Linked DNA regions of Mus musculus: regions 1, 2, 3 and 5 are each linked to region 4. Evidence: chromatin contacts called from public ChIA-PET, Hi-C, HiChIP or PLAC-seq and promoter capture Hi-C data. All regions are on one chromosome and are shown on one strand. Each heading gives the region's core, a stretch centred on a gene start, on an enhancer-like site or on the middle of the called end of the contact. The rest is flanking DNA. Distances are from core to core; before and after follow the strand shown. Region 1 overlaps Hmcn2 (hemicentin 2). Region 2 holds the start of Hmcn2 (hemicentin 2). Region 3 overlaps Gm31585 (a long non-coding RNA gene). Region 4 holds the start of Tor1b (torsin family 1, member B). Region 5 overlaps Ptpa (protein phosphatase 2 protein activator).

Evidence for each region. Promoter capture Hi-C pulls out the DNA fragments that hold promoters and counts their contacts. A called contact is a pair of places that touch in the nucleus more often than the background predicts. ChIA-PET counts read pairs in DNA pulled down with a chosen protein or histone mark. HiChIP or PLAC-seq counts read pairs in DNA pulled down with a chosen protein or histone mark.
Region 1: a Hi-C map of CD4 T cells shows a contact between it and region 4, with 6 times the contacts expected there. The contact joins the enhancer-like site here to the promoter of Tor1b in region 4. A contact is called at or near these places in 2 of 39 promoter capture datasets (cranial neural crest and pre-B cells), 2 of 484 Hi-C or Micro-C datasets (CD4 T cells and liver) and 1 of 115 datasets of contacts at active chromatin or transcription factors (hepatocytes).
Region 2: a promoter capture Hi-C map of stem cell-derived epiblast-like cells shows a contact between it and region 4, with 5 times the contacts expected there. The contact joins the promoter of Hmcn2 here to the promoter of Tor1b in region 4. A contact is called at or near these places in 6 of 39 promoter capture datasets (the 3T3-L1 cell line, cranial neural crest, frontonasal cranial neural crest and 3 more), 1 of 115 datasets of contacts at active chromatin or transcription factors (large pre-B cells) and 1 of 9 other capture datasets (liver).
Region 3: a contact with region 4 is called in an RNA polymerase II ChIA-PET map of memory CD8 T cells, with 6 read pairs. The contact joins the enhancer-like site here to the promoter of Tor1b in region 4. A contact is called at or near these places in 4 of 39 promoter capture datasets (cranial neural crest, hippocampal neurons, liver and 1 more), 1 of 484 Hi-C or Micro-C datasets (pre-B cells) and 4 of 115 datasets of contacts at active chromatin or transcription factors (cardiomyocytes, fibro-adipogenic progenitors, large pre-B cells and 1 more).
Region 5: an H3K4me3 HiChIP or PLAC-seq map of bone marrow-derived macrophages shows a contact between it and region 4, with 3 times the contacts expected there. The contact joins the enhancer-like site here to the promoter of Tor1b in region 4. A contact is called at or near these places in 8 of 39 promoter capture datasets (cranial neural crest, embryonic stem cells, frontonasal cranial neural crest and 4 more), 2 of 15 datasets of contacts at CTCF or cohesin (embryonic stem cells and large pre-B cells), 30 of 484 Hi-C or Micro-C datasets (the AML12 cell line, the C10 cell line, CD8 T cells and 24 more), 30 of 115 datasets of contacts at active chromatin or transcription factors (the NIH/3T3 cell line, VIP interneurons, acute myeloid leukemia and 25 more) and 4 of 9 other capture datasets (adipose tissue, embryonic tail, liver and 1 more).

The regions. Positions count from the first base shown.
Region 1 is chr2:31,450,301-31,453,000 of GRCm38.p6, forward strand. Hmcn2 (hemicentin 2) reads left to right here. Exons shown (of 98, transcript NM_001370902.1): 87 at 508-657; 88 at 2,510-2,647. Among named protein-coding and RNA genes, the nearest start is that of Ass1, 19 kb to the right of the region's middle. Within about 2 kb of position 1,396, at least 30 of the 459 cell types and tissues checked have an H3K27ac peak or open chromatin away from gene starts, as enhancers often do. A contact at or near this core is called in pre-B cells, where this site is marked.
Region 2 is chr2:31,312,900-31,315,599 of GRCm38.p6, forward strand. It overlaps Hmcn2 (hemicentin 2), which reads left to right and starts at 1,433. Exons shown (of 98, transcript NM_001370902.1): 1 at 1,433-1,777. The coding sequence starts at 1,516.
Region 3 is chr2:30,546,628-30,549,327 of GRCm38.p6, forward strand. Gm31585 (a long non-coding RNA gene) reads left to right here. Exons shown (of 3, transcript XR_374225.3): 2 at 218-289; 3 at 851-1,217. Among named protein-coding and RNA genes, the nearest start is that of Gm31585, 3.5 kb to the left of the region's middle. Within about 2 kb of position 1,389, at least 72 of the 459 cell types and tissues checked have an H3K27ac peak or open chromatin away from gene starts, as enhancers often do. A contact at or near this core is called in memory CD8 T cells and pre-B cells, where this site is marked.
Region 4 is chr2:30,951,583-30,954,282 of GRCm38.p6, forward strand. It overlaps Tor1b (torsin family 1, member B), which reads left to right and starts at 1,419. Exons shown (of 5, transcript NM_133673.3): 1 at 1,419-1,641; 2 at 2,170-2,435. The coding sequence starts at 1,443.
Region 5 is chr2:30,446,027-30,448,726 of GRCm38.p6, forward strand. It overlaps Ptpa (protein phosphatase 2 protein activator), which reads left to right. Exons shown (of 10, transcript NM_138748.5): 10 at 351-1,781. The coding sequence ends at 428. Among named protein-coding and RNA genes, the nearest start is that of Ier5l, 27 kb to the right of the region's middle. Within about 2 kb of position 1,360, at least 66 of the 459 cell types and tissues checked have an H3K27ac peak or open chromatin away from gene starts, as enhancers often do. A contact at or near this core is called in the CH12 cell line, adipose tissue, bone marrow-derived dendritic cells and 6 more, where this site is marked.

The sequences.
Region 1 (2,700 bases), core at 146-2,645, 500 kb after region 4:
TGTCTGGGTGTATGTGTGTGCAGGTGCATGTGGGTGCAGGTGCATAAGGAGGCCAGATGACAACTTGTGTCGCTCCCCAGGAGCTGTCCATCTTGTTTTTGAGAGAGGATCTTTCACTGAGCCCAGGTTAAGCAGGTTAGCTGATGAGCCCCAGGGTTCCACCTCTCCCTCTGCTGTCTCTGCCTCGCCAGCACCAGGACCCCAAGCATATACCACTATGGCCGGCATTTCTATGTGGGCTCTGGGGACCAAGCTCAGGCACTCGTGCTTGCACGACAAGCACCTCACTGGCTGAGCCCTCTCCCCAGACAGAGTCTCCTTTATTTTTGAGCCAAGATCTTCTGTGCTTTTGAGTCTGTTACCTATTAGCTGTGTGTCTTTGGACACTGTGCCTTTCTGAGCCTCAATCTCCAATTTGATGAAAGAGTAGCAGTGTTGACACCTTTGAATGGGGCCTCAGAGTGGGTAGTTAGCATGTGTCACTATTGTTTGTCTTCTGCTCCACAGGGGAGCCCCGGGGCAGCCGGGGCAGCATGACTGGAGTCATCAATGGTCAGGAATTTGGAATGGCTACTCTCAACATCAGTGTGCTACAGCAGGGCAGCTCTGAGGCTCCAACCATCTGGAGCAGCATCAGTCAAGTCCCAGCAAGTGTGGGTATGTGGGGAGGGGGAGGGGCGCTGGGACACCTGCTGGACCTAGAAAAGGCTTGTTCAAGGCCTAGTACCTGGAGATAGGACTACCTTGAAGAGCCAAAGCCCTCTCCAGCTCACAGGCTCCCACCCCCACTATCACCAAACAAAGTCACTGCATTTAAAATTAGACAGGGAGAGGGTGGGTATGAGCAGGGTACTGCATCAGGAGCTCAGAGGACGATGGGGATGACACTTACACTCGGGGAGCCCCTCACCGATGGAAGCCGATAGAAAAGTGAAGAATTGATTAACAGACACGAGCTGGAGGGGACAGACAGCAGGAAAGATTCAGAATTCCGTCATCTAATAAGCAGGAGGCAGCCTGGCGTAGTGGCACACGGCTTTCTTTAATCCTAGCACTTGGGACGCTGGGCAGAGGCAGGTGGATCTCAGAGTTTGAGGCCAGCCAGATCTACAGAGTGAATTCCAGGGTACTCAGGGCTATGCAGAGAAACCCTGTCTCAAAAAAAAAAAAAATCAAAAAGAAAGGAGAAGGAGGAGGAAGAGGAGGAAGAGCAGGAGAAAAAGGAGGGGGAAGAAAGGGAAGATGAGGAGGAGGAAGAGGAGGAACAGAGAGAGGAAGAGGAGGAGGTAGAAGAGGAGGAGGAGGAAGAGGCATGCATCTGCTTTGAATCACAGATTTAAGAAACAGGATGTCTTGAGCAGAGAATATGCAGGTGGCTCACAGGCCCTGTCTTGGCAAGCCTGCGTAAAGGACCCAAGGCCCCTCCCCTTCCAAGGACCCAGTGCAAGGAAAGGCAGAGATAAGTTCTCACTAGGAGCAGTTCTTCAGAGCCACACATGGCCTCAGTTGTTAACTTGTTTTGTTTTGGTTTTGGTTTGGTTTGGTTGGGGGGAGGGGTTTGCTTTGTTTTAGAATCATTTGCTTTTATTTTACATGTACAAGTGTTTTGTCTGCATACATGTATGTACAACCATGTGCATGCCTGGTGCCTGCAGAGGCCAGAAAAGACTGTCAGGTCCTCTACAACTTGAGTTACAGATGGTTGTGAGCCACTATGTGGGTGCTGGAAGTTGAGCCCAGATTCTCTGTAAGAAAAACAAATGCCCTTAATGGAGACATCTCTCCAGCCCCAGGTCAGGGGCTTTACCTGCCAGACTTGAAGCCGCTGTCTGTCGACAGAGACTAATTTAAACAAAATGCCGCCTAGTTGTGGCCGCTGCTTCCAGCTGTGGGAGCCATGGGGAAACGTCTAGACCCAGGCCCAGTGAGCTTGACTGTAATGGGACAGAGGCTCTGAGGAGCTGGACAGGTTCTGTTGCCCACAAGGGCTCTAGCTCCCTCCTGTCACCCCATTAGGTGCCACCACTGTCTCTGACCCTGAGGAAGCTGTGAGTGGGCGGTGCCCCCCTGACCCGGTCTGTGACCTCTCCTAGTCCTAAGAGGTCCAGATGTTACCTAGGGCAGTCAAAGGCTCAGAACACTCTTTCCTCTCCCAGGTGCTTGCAGAAGTTGTCCACAAGTTAGTTGATCATCAACCCAGCCAGCACATAGTGACAGACTGTGCCCCCCACCCCCCAGAGCCATGGGGACCATCTATCTGGTTCTGTTGAACCTGGCTAAATATCACATCCCATGCATTTCTTTATAATATTTGCTTTTCTAGCTGCTCCATAAAGTATATTTTGCTATCTCCTGGGGTCTGCTAAACAACTGGCATGTGTAGTCGCCAGGCCAAGCACGGCCAGGGAGGGAAAGGCTGAGAGAAGGGGGAGCCACAGAGGGATCGTGAGCAGCATCGCTGCCCCGAGACTCCAGTCCTAACATGGCCTCTGTGTTCTGCTACATCCAGGGCCTCTAATGCGGGTGCTGGTGGTCACGATTGCCCCCATCTACTGGGCCCTGGCTAGAGAGAGCGGAGAGGCCTTAAATGGCTACTCTCTGACGGGTGGCAGCTTCCAGCAGGAGTCACAGATGGAATTTTCTACAGGTGAGCATGGTCTTCTTGCAGACGGCTGGGGGCAGGGCCTGACGAGCCCAGGC
Region 2 (2,700 bases), core at 183-2,682, 360 kb after region 4:
AGTTAACAGAGTCTTTGTTGGGCTCCCGTGTGTTCCAGGCTCTGGGTCTCCATTGTCTCAGAGCTCAATTGCAGTGGAAGGTCACACACCCAGGCACAGTCCCAGTGATACAGTTTAGTCAGAACTAGGATGAGGACACACAGGGTTGTGGATGCAGAACAGAGTGGTCCCAGCAGCCTCAAAGATGGAGGAACTGAGGCTGGTCCAAAGGAGAAGAGACAGTGTGGAGTGGCTTTGCTCCTGGCTGAGGTGTTTACAGAGGAAGGGTCAAGAGAGTGTCGCCTCTATAGCCCAGAGCTCTCAGCTATGTCCAGGGTTTCTCTGACTTCACCCAGGGTGTTGTACACAGAAAAGACCCTAAGAAATCAAACATGCTTGCCAAAGCTGCCCCCTCCAGTCAAGCAACATCTAATGAGTCACCACCCTGTGGTGGGGTGGACGCTAAGGCACACTCTTCACTCCAAGGGGCTCTTGGTCTGTAAGGACAGAAACCACTGGGAGTGTACCGCCTGGGAGAGTGAAGGGCTGCAACAGAATGGAGGGAAACACCTCTGGCCAGCCCAATGGTGAATGGAGCATTCTGCCCAGCCAATGATGAGTACCCCAACAGCCCAATGGCAGAGAGAGAGCACCCCCAACCTGATTGTGCAGAGGACATCCTCATTTGGCCCACTGGCAGAGGCAGCACCTCCCACCCAGCTGGCAGAGGAACCATCAAAGGATGGTTGAACCCAGCCCAGGCAGCCCCTAACAGGTGCCGCAGCCACTTCATATGCAATCCATGAGTCCGCTTGGACAGGTGACCAGAGGAGTGTGTGCCCAATCCTGTGGAGTCCCCATATGACCTGTAATGATGTCTTACAATACTCAGGGGAGACGGAAGAGCCTGAGGGACTTGGGGTCCTTCTATATTTGGCTTCAGATGCTGCCTACACCATTCAGTAATGGGCTCATCGCCGAGTCTTGCATCAAATACGTTTGGTCTTAGTATCTTCCCCAAGGATTACCGTAAGTTTCCAGACTTTATCTGTGGGATGCCGAGGCCATAGTGAACGCCAGGCTTAGGTTTGTTGATTTTGACAAGAATAATTACAATATTGGGGAGGCTCAGAACCACTGATAGAGGTAGCAGTGAGTGCAAAGCCTGTCTGAGCCAGGCTTGGATTGCTCCTGTGGCCTCTCCGCCCCCGCAGAAGGGCTTGCAGGTGTCCGCGGATTCCCGCACCCTCATCCCTCGCCCTTGGCCGTGGCCCCACCTCCCTCCTGCCTTCTGCCTTGCGTCCTCCTCTAACCTCGGGGCTGGACCAGAGAGCCGAGGGGCTGGGAAAGTTTGAGTCACGCCGCGGGGCGCGGGGGAGGGGTGCGAGAGGCGGGGTGGGCATTAGGGACCGCCTCGGGCTCCCACCAGGGGAACCCCGCCGCGCCCCTGTCCGGTGAACCCGCTAGAGCGAGACTGCACTGCCATCTCTCACTGCGACCTGCGGGTCCCATCAGGGCTGCAGCCTCCGGCTCACCATGACGCCTGGGGCGCAGCTCCTGCCGCTGCTCGTGGCGATCTCTACAGCAGTGGCGGCGGTGGTCACGTCTGACGCGCCCACGAAGACGCTGTCCCCCGCCACAGGAGACGCCACCCTAGCCTTCGTCTTCGATGTCACCGGCTCCATGTGGGATGACCTGATGCAGGTGATCGACGGCGCCTCGCGCATTCTGGAGCGCAGCCTGAGCAGCCGCAGCCGGGTCATCGCCAACTATGCGCTGGTGCCTTTCCACGACCCAGGTAGAGCCCCTCGCCGGCCGTTCTCAAGGTCTCCCCACCGCGCGGCTCTCGAGGTTCCCTCCTTCCCCCCAAGTCCTCGAGGTGTCATGCTTTGGTGTCCTGTCCTCTCCACCCCTCACCCCTGCTGCTCGTCCAGCCTTGCCTGGCGCACAGCAATAAGCAGAACCTTAGCATCTTCTGGCACATTTCCCTTGCCTGGCCACGCCCTCTCCTGCATCCCCAGGTTGGCACTGAGGTTACAAATTTCTAGCAGGCGACCAAAAGCTTCTGAGTCTCACCCTCTCCATTTGTGAAGTGGGAACATGTGTGGGGATGTTGGCAGTAGGTGCCAGGAACCTGTGAGGTTTTTGGTTCTCGATTTTATTTTGCCTGCCTGCCCTTTCTTCCTCCTTCCCTCTCTCTCCCCTTTCTCCTCCTTTCCTTCCCCTTTGTGAGGCAGATCTCCTGTAGCTCAGGCTGGTCTCCCAGTGTTCTGTGTAGTGGAGAATGACTCTGAACTTCTGATCCTCCGGCCTCAGCTTCTAGAGCGCTGGGATCGCAGACCTGCACTAACATAGCCCCTTTATCCGGTGCTGGGGATTGAACCTGGGGCCCATGCACACTAGGCAAGCTCTGTGCCGACTGCCTGTAAGATTTTAGGTGCTGTTTGTTTGTTTGTTTGTTTGTTTGTTTGTTTTAGAGTCCTCTCCCAGCTTGCATGTGAGAAGCCAGGACATGGCTTTCAGGGGGAACTGCAGCCCTTTGTGGAACCCCTGGCTGATAGTAACAGCCTGTTGCCGGTTCCCTTTTGCCTGCCTACTTCAGCAGAGTGAAATTTCCCAGCAAAGCATGGCTCCCTGACACCTGCTGATTCCCCGCTCCCCCCCCCCCCCCCGCAGTCACCCTGTTAGCTCAGGGTTGAATATGCTCCCCGAAGCCTCACC
Region 3 (2,700 bases), core at 139-2,638, 400 kb before region 4:
TTTCTGTTTCTGTCCCCCCCCCTTGTATGTGTGTGTTAGCAGTGGGTTCTTTCTGCAGTCTCTTTCTATTTCTGTTCCCCCCCCCCCGTGTGTGTGTGTGTGTGTGTGTGTGTGTGTGTGTGTGTGTGTGTGTAAGGGTCAGCCTCCTTACCTTTCTCCAAGCAGAGAGCCCACCCCCTGACTACCTTCCTGATCTTTGGCCCTGCTTGCTCTTCAGTTACCTGCTTTCCCATCTCAGAGTCCCTCAGTCACTCGGATGAACTAGAAGAAACCCCCGGCTCAAAGGCTGGTGAGCTGCCTCTGTTCCTCTCTGCTGTGAAACAAGCCATCTGTGTGCCCCAGGGGTTACGCTTGGGACATTGTTCTGCTAACCAGTTCACCTCTCCAGCTCCCCCCACCCACTTAGAAGCCTCTTTCTCTTCCAAGTCTTTCTCCCACGATGCCTGCCTGAGGTGGTGCCTGCACACTTCAGGTCTCCTCTGACCATAGGCCAGCACTCTAAAGTATTCCTGCAGCCTCTTCTACCTACAAGGAAAGCCAAAATGGCGCTGGGCCACACACAAACCCTGATCTGCCCACCCGCTGGTCTCCCCCAGACCCTTCCCTCTCCTACCCTTTCCCTTTGCGTCCTGTTTCCTGTATATTCCACGGTGTTTGTCACCTCCTGGCCTTTGCCCGGTGGTTCCACTCTGGATCTTTCTGTCTGTCCGCCTTCATTCATGTCCCCAGGAAGCTTGACTGACCCTTCCCAAGCACCTGAATGTACTTATTGTTTATTAGTCTGGCAGAGCACAGAGGCCTTGCCTGTCCCCTCTTGTCCCTCACAGTCTTGTGTCTTGTTTGGCCACAGAGCTAGCCATGAGCTGGTCCCAGAGTCATGGTGAACCCTGTGAATTTCTACTGAAGCTCAAGGACTTGGTCTAGGGATGCTGACGAGACCCACGGCCAGGACACACAAGATGCCAGAATGACAGCCGTGACGTGACATCGCTAGCAGCCGCTGACACCGGAAGCTGTTGACACGGGATGCCGCTGGCACCGGAAGCTGCTTGGTAGCATCTCCAAGCTTGCTTTACATAAGCTCTCAGAATGGCTGGGGAATCCAGCTCTCACCTGCTCCCCACTTTATGGATGAGAACCTTGGACTCTTCAAGTTGACCATACCTGCCTTTTGACTAGAGTGGAGGCCAGGGAAGTTTCTCATGCTTCCTGCTTGGAGGGGGCGGGGGCGGGCGGGGGTGGGGGCGGGGGCGGGTGGGGGCAAGCCCCAGCTGTTGTTGAGGTGAGGCATGGTGACTCTTCCTGGAGGAGGCTGAGGCTGGTCAGGACTTGGGTGGGGCTGAGCAGGCTGCTGGGAAGCCGCTTCCTTCCGGACCCTTCCTGTTTCCTTTTCCTCACTGCTCAGCCAAGCGATTGTCTTGCTCAGCCCTCCCCGGGCCTGCCTGGGCAGGATGTGGAGGCAGGAGGTTCTGTTTTCAAAAAGTCAAGTGTGGATTAAACACCTTGAACTGCAGACTCAATGTGGCTCAAAGAGTAACTTTTGTGTTATGTGTATTTTACCAAAATAAAAAGAACTGAAGGGCTGACTAGATGGCTCAGTGGATAAAAGTGCTTGCTGCCAAGCCTGGGACCTGAATTCCGGCCCTGGAACACACATGGTGGAAGGAGAGAAACCATTCCTGCTTGTTGTCCTCTGGCCTCTCCACAGGGACTGTGGTATGACGTGTGCTCTCCTCTCCAGATACATTTTAATGATTGTAATTTTTTTTTTTCTTTTGGGACAGAGTTTCACTGTGTAGCCCTGGCTGTCCTGGAACTCACTCTGTAGACCAGGCTGGCCTAGAACTCAGAGATCCGCCTGCCTCTGCACCCCAAGCACTGGGATTAAAGGTGTTTGCTACAACACCTGGCTATGATTATAAAATTTTAACATCAAATTGTCAAAAGAAAGGGAAGTGGCTCATGTCCCCGAATGTGAGGCTCTGTACCTGTGAAGCAGTCACCGCCCCTTGCCCTTCCCCATGCCTGACATTTCATTCTCTTCTGGAACTGATGACAGGTGTGAAGAGCTGATGGGCTGGCAGTCCCATAAGGGGTGCTCCTGGCTCTAAGGACCCATGGCAGGGGGACTAGGAGTTTGGCTCCTAGATGAGTCCCCCCTCCTCAGTGCTTGCAGCCTTGAGAGTCACAGGTTGTTTCCTGTCCCTGGCTTTCCTCTTCCAGCAACCATGATTTGTGGAGATGTCTTTCCCAGTGGGTGGGAGTCCTCTGCTGGCACAGTCCACTATGCCGCACTTTGACTATCATGACAAACAGACTCTTCTGTTTTCAAGATTTGTTTCTGTTTTACGAGTGTGTGATTGCATGTATGTCTGTGTATCATATGGATGCCTGGTGCCCTCAGAGGCCAGAAGAGGGCATCAGATCCCCTGGAACTGTAGTTCCAGGTCGTTCTGAGCCCCATGTGGGTGCTGAGAAACAAAGCCAGGTCCTCGACATAAGCAGCCAGTGTTCTACCACTGAGCAACCTCTCCAGCCCCTCCCTGCATCTTAAATTTGCTCAGTGGACAAAGGGCTGGGTGTGAGGCCGGGAGACTGCATAAGGCCTTTCAGCTACTGACTTCCTCTGTGTCCTAAGGAATGTCATCTCTCTGTGCAGCACCAGGTCCTTCCCTGTAAGCTAGACCAGTGTGGGACAAC
Region 4 (2,700 bases), core at 169-2,668:
TGGCAAAGTCTGGACCAAGTATGTATGGACAATCTATTTCCTTGGGGAATGATCTTCAAGTTGGCTGTATTGTCCCTATTAAAAGCCTGTGGCAGCCAGGCGGTGGTGGCGCACACCTTTAATCCCAGCACTTGGGAGGCAGAGGCAGGCGGATTTCTGAGTTCGAGGCCAGCCTGGTCTACAGAGTGAGTTCAAGGACAGCCAGGGCTCCGCAGAGAAACCCTGTCCCAAAAACAAAACAAAACAAAACACCCAAACAAACAAACAAACAAAAAGGAAAAAAGCCTGTGGCTTCAAATTCTATATCAAGTTGATATAATGAAGGCGTGTGGAGGAGTAATCACACATTTCAGACGGGCTGTTTACAAACTCTACTCTTTACATAAACCACACCACTGCTTGTTTTCTGCATGACCAACTTCGTCGGTTTTTGATTAATACCTCTAATCTTCAGCATAGGCAAAGGCTTTCCCTGCCCCACAGTACCTGGACTTTGATGACTCAGTAGTCCTTGTCCCCTTGCTTGCCTCCCCTACAGCCTGTGTGTCCTGAAAGGCAGGACCAACTCTACTCCATGGATGAATTCCCAGCGGGCAACCTGGGGCCCACTGTGTGGTATGCGCATAGACAAATGTCTGTCTCCCTTGTGAATCCCCCACAGGTGTCCCTATGTGCGTTACATCCCTAGTGCTCAGCCCTGTCTCTCTCACAACAAGCACACATTATTGTTGCTATTATTATTATTATTATTTTATTTATTTATGTATTATCTTATATGTATGTGCACGCCTGAGCTTCTGTACAGCACCGTATACGTGGAGGTGCCCACAAAGCTCGGAGGAAAAGTTCTGGAGGTACAGGCAATCATAAGCCACCAGATGTGGATGCTGGGAGCCCAATCTGGGCTTTTGATTTTTATGTGTGCATAATTTTCCAATAATTTTATTATGTTGTGTGTATGATTGTTTTGCTTGCGTGTATGTCTGTGTCCCGTGTGTGTGTGTGCAGTGCTTACAGAGGCCAAAAGAGAGTGGCAGAACCCCTGGAACTGGTTAGAGACCGTCACAAAACAGGAATGTGGGTGCTTGGAAGTGAACCCAGGTCCTCAGGAAGAGCTAGTCAGTGCCCCTAACAACTGATCCATCTCTGCGTTCTCTCCCTCTCTCCGTCTCCTGTGTGTGTGTGTGTGTGTGTGTGTGTGTGTTTGTATAACAAACCAACCAACAAACAAACAGGACCTCTAAAAGATAGGAATGAAATTCCTTTAATGGTCTCTAGAGGGTTTCCTGACACTCACAACGTTGGTGACAATAATCTCCCCGCCCCTTTCCAACAAGGCGGCTTTCTAGCTAAGCGGAAGTGACAGCGCCGTACCGGAAGTTCAGTCCCTGGGACTGAATCCTGCGCTCGGAGCGCAGCCGCACGGTGCTTCCCTGCGTGCGATGAGACGAATCGGAGCGTTTGGGGGCTCCACGGCCCTGTGGGCGCTGCTGGCCGCCCACGTGGCGGGGGCGTTCGAGCCCGTAAGCGTGGGCATCGCCATCGGGGCCGTGTCGGCGCTCACCGGCTACCTGTCCTATACCGATTTCTACTGCCGCTTCACCGAGTGCTGCCATGAGGAACGGCCCCTCAACACGTCGGGTATGTGCCCGCGGGCCGGTCGGGGCGGGCGGGAGGGCACTGGGAGCTTGGCTCCCGCTCCTGCTGGATGCGGCGCCGCGGGAGACACACACGGCCGGGACCTCGCCACACCTTTGCAGGCCTTGCAATGACCACCTGGAGAACTGAACGCAACGGGGCCAGCTGGTGCGCCCCGCCAGGGGGTGCCAGGCGTGGAGCTCCATCCAGAAAGCCCGCCTGTTGCTCTTGCTGTTTGTTTGTTTTTTTTTCGAGCCATCAGGGGTGGCGGGAAAGCTAGCCCGGAGCACAGCCGCCAAATGGTTCTTCCCTGGATGAAAGAATCTGTGTAGCTTGTTTGACATTTAGATGTTAAGGAGAACTGGCACTTAAGGATCTGACTGTAGGTCCTTATGATTCTGGCTCTGATCTGTGAGATCTCTGCATTTTTCATCCCTTCTGGCCCTGCTGGATCAGTCGCTAACTGTGCCTCTGACTCAGGTACTTTTTTAACCTGTGTTTTTCTCTTTGTTCCGGTGCGGGCCTCCGCAGCCCTCAAGCTGGACTTGGAAGAGAAGCTGTTTGGACAGCACCTTGCCACCGAAGTGATTCTCAAGGCATTGACTGGCTTCAGGAACAACAAAAATTCCAAGAAACCATTGACTCTGTCCTTGCACGGCTGGGCTGGCACGGGCAAGAATTTTATCAGCCAGATTGTGGCTGAAAACCTTTATCCAAAAGGCCTGAAGAGTAACTTTGTCCACCTGTTCGTCTCTACTTTGCACTTCCCTCATGAGCAGAAGATAAAGGTGTACCAGGCAAGAAAACCTACCGATTTTTGATCATATGCCTGGGGTACTTTACTCAGTAGCTCTGGCCTCTGCTTTTCTTTCTCTGCCTTGAAGTGCTCCATCTGGCCTCTGCTTTGCTTTCTGCTATTTATTTGACTGAGTTTTACTGTGTAGGTCTGGCAGGCCTGGAACTCACAGAGATCTACCTACCTCTGCCCTCCAAAGGCTGGGATTAAATGCCTAGCCTCTCTTTATTTATACTTTCTGAGACAGTGCCTCATCGTGTAGTCCA
Region 5 (2,700 bases), core at 110-2,609, 510 kb before region 4:
AAAGTAGGCCCTAGCCTCTTCTCAGTTGTGTTCAGATGTCCCTATACTGCTAGGGTCAGGATTCGGGTGGGGGTGGGGGGACCTTTGTCATTTCTTATGGCTCATCCCTTCTGGGTCAAGTGATGTCTCTTAGCTGCCTGTCTTGGCTTCTGCTGAGTATGGGTGCCTTTGAGTGGGAGGTGGGGATGAGGTGAACGAGATCACCTTCCTCCTAGGCCGGGGGCTGCTCTCCAGCACAGGTGGATTCCCGTGGAGGTGGCTGCAGTTGGAAACCTCATGTTTGTCTGGGTTACTGGGGATGCAGGAGGCGAGACAGGCCTCACCTCCCTGGTTTTCCCCTCCTTTCTCAGTGCCTGGAGAAGTTCCCTGTGATCCAGCACTTCAAGTTCGGGAGCCTGCTGCCCATCCATCCCGTCACATCAGGCTAGGAGAGGCTGAACTACCAGAGCCACCCTGGCCAGGTTCCTGTGCTCTCTGTGACCCAGCACCCCTCCCGCCCACCTTCTGTTCTTTCTGTTTGATGAGAGGCTGTTTACTGAGATGGGTGCTAAGCAGGGCCTGAGTTGGGGGAATTGACCACAGTGTGCCCAGTTTTTGACTGTCCTCCGTCTGGTGGCCGAGTAAGAAGAGAGGGGCCTGGACGTGGTCCCCGGCCCTGCCCATCCCTGTGCTCCTGCTTCCTCCCACGGTCAGGCCCATGTGGAGGAGACAAGGACACCCTGCTCTTGTCATTGCTCCCCCTTTCCTCCCCATGATGTAATGGTTCCCTCATTAAGAGCAGGAGTTCCGTGCCTCCAGGGCCGGCTGGTGGGTTCCCCGCTAGCTGTGTTCCACTGGGTATCTGCTATGGAGCTGAAGGGTGAGGCTGTCATCAGCTGTTGGGAGGGCTGGGGTTGGGGGAGGTTGGTTTGTAGGGGCCATGGATGATGAGGCTGGTCTTCTCAAGGTACCATCCTAGGCCCTGGGGGACCTGTGTCCATCCTCATGCTGGCTTTGTTCCCTGGCCCTTGGCTTTGCTAGGTTTCCTGACTGTTAACATAACACTCCCCTTCCTGGGGATAGCCTAGCTATGGAAGCTGCCCTGGGCTCCTGGGAAAGCCCATTGCTTGGGTGAGATCTGACTTTCCAGAGCTGTCAAGCAGGGAGAGGAAGAGACTCCGGGAGGCAGTAGGACTGTTGTGTCTGTGGAGAACCTAGTTTTCTCCAGTCAGTCTCAGGCCTGCTGATTCTGCTGCCTCTGCCTGCTGAGTGTCTGAAGCTTCCCCCGAGGCCTTGGCTTGCTGCTCCGCTCCCTTGGGTCGGTTTGTGGCTCGTGTGGGAGAGCAAAGAAGGTAGCAGCCCCCTCCTCCCACTTCCCTCTGTGAGATGAGGGAAGTGCTGGCCTGGGCCTAGGCATAGACTCAGAATGGGTAGGGCTGCTAAGGGGACCTAGCCACAGTCACCAGTTTTCTCTCAGCGTGTGGCTGAACTGGAACCTGCAGGCTTTCCTGTCCCACTTGGGCCTGCCCTTCTTCACTGCCCATCCTGTGTTTGTGCCCGCTTAGCTTTGTGGAGTGGACACTGAGAAGCACAACTCAGGGGCTTGGCCAGGAATTAACTATGGTCTGGGCAGAGCGGGGATTGAAGTCATCAGAGTCACAGGCAGTTCCCCAGGAAAAGCCCAGTGCCAGCTTCCTTCCAGGGCCAGGCCACTGCCTTCCTGGCTCCCTTCCCTGTCCCTGCGTCCCCAGCCCTGCGCCTTCCTTGCTATTTGGATTAAAGCCTCTGTTTTACACCTGTCCCCTGTGTGAGACATCTTTTCCTGACATGTCTGAGTGACTGTTCCTCAGCAGGTGGTTTTGTTCCTCAGGAGGGTGGTTTGTAGGGGCCATGGATGATGAGGCTGGTCTTCTCAAGGTACCATCCTAGGCCCTGGGGGACCTGTGTCCATCTTCATGCTGGCTTTGTTCCCTGGCCCTTGGCTTTGCTAGGTTTCCTGACTGTTAACATAACACTCCCCTTCCTGGGGATAGCCTAGCTATGAAAGCTGCCCTGGGCTCCTGGGAAAGCCCATTACCAGTTGACTTTCTGGGGATGGGATATGTGACAATGACTAAAGCAGGCAAGAGGGTTCAAATCCCAGCCATCCCCCTGGCTCACTCCTAATGGCAAGTTTGTGGGTAGGTTTCTGAGCTACTCTGGACCCCACCCAGCACCCTCATCTAGAAAATGGGTATAATCACAAGTGGCACTGGTAACCCTGAGTCTAGACCTGGTTCAGAACACATGCTGTGTTGTCACTGTGATGTGTATGTGTCTCCTGAACCTGCTGGGCACAGGTCCTAGGACCTGGCACAGGCTGAACAAGAACCAGATGTCAGCCTTCTACAGCTGCTCTGCACTCCTGCCGGCCCAAAGACGAGGCTCACATTGAACCTTACATCTGCCCTTGTTAGAAGTAGCCCTCTTTGTCCTTAGCCCACCTTCTGGTCTGTTATGCTAGGGCTGAGTACAGCTGGGCAGTGACTCCCTAGACACCAGGCGAGCCTATGAGTGGGAGCCTTTCTGCTGTCCTGGAGACTTTGCACAAAGGCAGGAAGAGGAGCCGCAGCTCGGTCACTTTGCTACATCCTTGGTTGCCCAAAGCCGTGTCTCCAGTGTCCACCACACTTGAATTCAAACCCAAGGCCAGCTGCTTACAATGGAGGAAATCCATGATGG